Regions from separate parts of the Zea mays genome. Here region 1 is linked to region 2. Evidence: chromatin contacts called from public Hi-C data. All regions are on one chromosome and are shown on one strand. Each heading gives the region's core, a stretch centred on a gene start, on an enhancer-like site or on the middle of the called end of the contact. The rest is flanking DNA. Distances are from core to core; before and after follow the strand shown.

Region 1 (2,700 bases), core at 136-2,635, 500 kb after region 2:
TACATTTCACTCTAATTTATTTATAGTGAATTACAGTTGTCTCATGTTGCGTGTGTACATGTCAGCAATCACATTTGCTTAAATGCGTTGTATCAACCCAGGTATATCTCACAGTAAAAAAACACACTTCCTGATTAGCATCAAGCTGTACTTTTTAGGGTTTGGAGCAATGTTGTTACAAGCTACAGCAATCGTGCACCATGCACTGTAGGAGAAAGAAGAAAAACAGGTCCATAGGTTATTTGTCTTAGTTGTAGAACTTGGCCTCATCAGGGGTAGCCCATGGTCTGAATAGGGTCGTTCTGCTTAAGACATGTCCGTTGGTTCTGTAAGTTACTTGACTTCTGTTTCCTATTTCCTAATGAAATGGGGTACACCCTTTTAAAAAAAAAAAGGTTATCGGTGATGTTGATGCCGCTCATTTTCACCAGATTAGTGTAGCAGTAATATTTTCATTGCTACACAACCTAATGGCTTTCTTCTATGACATCAATGTGTACTATTATTCTCATATATCAATTGAAGCTAAGCAAAGGCAAAAGTAATAACGAAGAAAACCAAGGAGTATTAATTAGCCAGATGATGAAAGAAATTAAATAAATGATGCAAGAAACAAACGGATATATAACCCCAAAGGTTCTGGGGGAAAAAAGCAGCCAGTTTAGCATAGTATGGTTGCAAAAGGGACAGAGGACGTACTCCAAGACCGAACAGAAAAGCAAAAGCAAAAGTGATGCCGGAGAGTCGGAGTCGGAGGCGGATACTCCAAGACCGAACAGATTTAGCGAAGAACATGAAGAAGCGCAAAGTTAGTTAAGCATACTGACTAGGGTCCGTGACCGTGACGGTGGCGGTGCCGGCGAAGTCGCAGGCCCCCGGCGCGGCGCGGGAGCGCTGGAAGATGGAGTTGAAGGCGTAAGAGGCATGCGCGGCGAGGGTGTTGGGCAGGTAGCAGAGGCCGCTGGCCTGGATGGGCGCGCAGTCGGCACCCCTCGCGGGGCCGCACGCATAGTCCAGCGCCGACTGCAGCGCCTTGTCCGAGGCCTCGCTCCGCGCGATGCACCACGCCGCACACGCAGGTCGCGCCACCAGCGCCGCCAACGTCACGACAACGAGCCACAGCGCCGCGGGGAGGCGCCCGCGCCGCCGCATGTGGTGGGAGTGGACGGAGCAGGAATGGCGGCCCCGGAGAAAGAGCGAGTGAGAGAGGGAGAGAGAGGGAGAGAGAGAGGGGAAAGGTGGTGCGAAGGGAATGTGGAGCGAGACGGCAATTGTGTGGGGATATGTGGAAGAATGGAAGATGGAGGGGAGACGTACGGGGGCGGGAGGGGACGAGGATCTCCTTCTCGCGCTCCTTCCTCCCACACGCTACTTTCTTTTCTTCTTTCTTTGCTTTGGACGGGTGGTTGTTTGTGTTGGACTGGGCTTTATTAGCTATTTGTTGGGCATGGCCATTCTACTGTATGGATGCATATTCCATTTTTGCATCCTCCCCTTGAGTGCCTAGGGTTCTTTCAGCTCAAAACCCAAAGGAAAGTCCCTGTCTGCGAAAATGTCATAAGCAAGACTTCAAAGCTACCTTTCCCATTATTTTATTAAGATGGAAATTCAAAGCAGTACACTTATTATTCAGTTGGACAACATTACATATGAATCTGAGCTATTACATATGAATCTTTCGGTGCATTGAGTCTTGTTTTGTGCAACAGACATGGACACAAAGGTTATAGCAATGACCAAACGTATCAATGAAGATGCTGATTTTTTTTGCAAGGAACTCTATTGAGTAATCAGGCCTCAATGCAATGAGGCCGGAGCGCACTGGGCGGGTCCACAGGCTGCGGACGGCCAGGCAGCCACGCTGGTGGGTGGAGCCCGGAGGCGGCGAGACGTGCGAGGGCCACAGGCGGCGGTCGGAGGCTCGGAGCTGGCGTGCGCGCGCGCCTGCGCTTGCGACAATCGGAGCAGGAGTGTGCGCCTGTGCTGGTAGCGGACGGGACCGGAGTGCGTTGTGCGCAGGCGGTGGTCGGCCAACGGATGGAGTGGATGCGCGCCGGCGGCCGGGGCTGGACTTGGCCAGGCGAGGACGTGCGGCGGCTGGGCAGTTGGACTGTGGGAGGTGGCCAGACGTGGAGAGGAGTGGGGCTGGGCAGCTCGACAGTTACGCACTTACGCTAAGGCTTGAGGCTATCCGCAATCGTTACCCCTAAATTTTTCCCCCTATATCACTTTTTCCCCCTATTTTTCCCCCTATTTTTTCATCTCCCGCAGCGGTTCCCCCTAAATCACCCCCTATACTCCACTACCGCTATAAAATATCATTTTCTATACCAACTATCAATTTTTTATCTACTAACAATTACTCGTGGACCCACAGCATAGTGTTTAGGGTGATGAACAGTGACACGCTATATCTAGGGGGAGAGAGAAGGAGACCGACACGTAGGGGGCGCTGTAGGGGGCACCGCTGCGGCCATAGGGTGCCCCCTACGCGCCGCATGCAAGGGGAGGGGGATCGCTAGGGTGTACCGCTGCGCACAGCCTGAGGGGTAATTTTTTTCCCAAATCTTATGGCAGTAAAGGGCCTAACTAGACTACCCTCTAGTATAGGTGTACATTTATGCTGTGATTAATAGGCCGGTCCAAAGCACATAATTTCTGGCACGGTCCAGATCTGGCACGGCCCAACTTAATTGTGGG
Region 2 (2,700 bases), core at 76-2,575:
CTAGATCTTGTCTAAAGGACAGTATCATTGGTTAGGCTCACTCCAACGGAGCAGCCATCCGGCCAGGGAAAGCTAAAATAGCTGCCCTGGAGCCACTGTAGCAGTGCAATCCTTCATCCAACGGAGCAGCTAAACGGGCCAGGTAAAATGGAAGGCAGGAGCGAGAAAAGCCATATTGCCTGGTTCTGTGACCGGAAGCTAAATTCTTCGTTCTTGACTGACCACTGGGCCCCAGCGTCTACTCCATTCTAGCTGAACGTATGGATAGCTGTGCTGTTGGAAAGATCTAGCGTATGGCTGGGCAGGTAAACTAAATACACCAGCCAAAAGTACAGATGGCTGCCCGATTTGCATGCCTCACGAGTGAGCCTTAGATGCAAGTTATTCCCTTGTGGCAGCATATGTTCCCAAGTAATGCAAAAACACTTTTCAACTTTGCAAAGGATCAACTAGGGAGAAGACCATAACCAACTAAATAAAATAGGCCATCTTGGATGATTCTTCACAGATTACACTTATCATGCTTCTTATATATGAAGAAAACAATACTGACCTAGGCTCTAAAATCGCAAGCCTAAGACTTTCTGGTTTCAGTAAAGAACTCAAGACATTACAGCAAGAGAACTATCATCACTTAACATACCGGAGAAGTGAAGCACCCTGGTGGCGCGCGCTGTCGAGAAACCCATGCCCTCAAGGTCCGTGAGCATCTCCTTGTTCACCTCCGGGACAACCATCTCTGCCCAACCATAATACAGCACAATAGTTAGTCAGTAAGTAACAGCATCAAAGCTCATGAGGCCGAGACAATGGAAACAACCACCAAACCTTGTGGCTCCCCACTCGCCGAAGCCGACGTGTCTACGTCCATGACATCCTCGGAGGCCGGCTTAAGCGGCGCCTCGAGATCGATGGGTTTGGCTGCCTCCGCGGTCTTGTCCGCGAACTCCGTATGGCCCGTGCGCTTGGTGTGCAGGTCCACCTCCTGGGCACCGCCACGGAAACAGTAAGCATCGAGACCAAGCTATCGGAATCGGATCAAGAATCGCGCCACGCTCACCGAAGTGAATCTACGAGGCACCAAAATTCGACAGGCAAATTGAGGAGAGGAAGAGAGGGAAGGATGGTGGGATCTTACGGTCTGGGAGCGGCATGGCTTGCCGCAGTCGGAGCAGACGAAGTTGAGGACGGCCTCGGTGGACTCGACGAAGTTGGCGTGGTTGGTGGCCTCGGCGTGCGCCTGCGCCTCCTCCACACTACGCAGCTGCGCGCCGCAGTCACCGCACAGTAGCGACAGCCCCGCCATTGCCGCAGCCGCCGCCAATGACGCTTCGATCGCCTCGAGTCTGCAGCAGATGTGGGTAGAGATGGCCAAACCGGCAGCCCGGCCCGGGCCCGGTGAAGCCCGCCACGTTTTAGGCCTGGCCCGTCAGGCACGGTTAGAAAACTAGGTTGGGCCTTCTAAGCTCGTAGGCTTAATTTTCTGTCAGAGCCCGGCTCGCAACGGGCCTAAACGGGCCGGCCCGTTTAGCACGAAAAAAGCGGGCCAAAAGCGGGCTAAGTGGGTCGAAAAGCACGTTTTAGTACAAAAAACGGGCTTAACGTGCTTAGAAGTAAACGGGTCGTGTCGGGCTAGTCCACCGTGCCTAGTTTCCTGTCCAAGCCCGGCCCGCTTATTCGTGCTGGGCCGGTCTGGGCCGCATAGAACCGGGCCGTGTCGGGCTCGGACCGGACCCAAATAGCGGGCTTCGTGTCGTGCTCGCGGGCCTCGTGCTTATTGGCCATCTATAGATGTGGGTGCAATGGCAATGGGTATTGGAACTCGATACTAATGGGTAAAAAGTCGGCTGATCGTGTGTTGTGACGGTTCATAATAATACTCACATAAACTATCGAACAAAAAGATTTTAAGATTTTTTTATTGATTGCCTCCGCTTTACATATAATTTTTTTATTTAACTAATTGATGTTGTTGTTAACTCTATTTAATATATTTTGGTATAACACGGTCAATCAAAGAAGCGATTAGAAGAGAGTTGACTAACTGTACGAATAAAGATTATACGATGACATAATTCCATCATATAAAGATTAATAAGAGAAAGTTTGTGAGCTCAAGTTTCTAAAATAAGTCACGTGAAATCAAACTTATAAAAAAAGATAGATCAAAATATGGAGTAGTTACTAAAGTCGGGCATCAATAAAAACTGGATATGCTCCATACAAATTATAGTACTTCATAGCAATCACTAACGTTTAAAACCAACAAATAACCTTTCATTTTACTGTTAGCGTGACAAATCATTGCTGCTCCATTCAATTCAACAACCTTAAACACCATGTAGTCTATTGCATCAATGTGGTCTCAGAACGATCTAATGCATGCAAGAGCTAAGAACACAAGGAACGAGCATCATGTGTTAGTGCCCGCATGAATCTCCAAATTCTAACACATATTTTGCAGGATCCATGAGTCATCATCAGAAGAACACAAACCACGTGCAGACAATAAATAAAGTATTAACACGCCCAAATTATGTTTAAATCTTAGCACAACAAAAAACTAACACACAAAACAACAGAGGAACAACATAATAATTTTTGCAATGACAGAAGGATGGGTGACAGGGACATAGAAGTGGTGCAAGTATGCCGAGTTGACACCGTGGTAAGGGAAAGGCCATGTAGACAGGCGATGTC

The links. A called contact is a pair of places that touch in the nucleus more often than the background predicts.
Region 1: a contact with region 2 is called in a Hi-C map of tassel, with 2.5 times the contacts expected there. The contact joins the promoter of LOC100282039 here to the promoter of LOC100274362 in region 2. A contact is called at or near these places in 2 of 25 Hi-C or Micro-C datasets (ear and tassel).

Annotation. Positions count from the first base shown.
Region 1 is chr4:102,526,130-102,528,829 of Zm-B73-REFERENCE-NAM-5.0, forward strand. It overlaps LOC100282039 (glucan endo-1,3-beta-glucosidase 4), which reads right to left and starts at 1,386. Exons shown (of 3, transcript NM_001154952.1): 1 at 828-1,386. The coding sequence starts at 1,152.
Region 2 is chr4:102,030,444-102,033,143 of Zm-B73-REFERENCE-NAM-5.0, forward strand. It overlaps LOC100274362 (ubiquitin-associated (UBA)/TS-N domain-containing protein), which reads right to left and starts at 1,326. Exons shown (of 12, transcript NM_001148722.1): 1 at 1,139-1,326; 2 at 829-985; 3 at 644-739. The coding sequence starts at 1,306.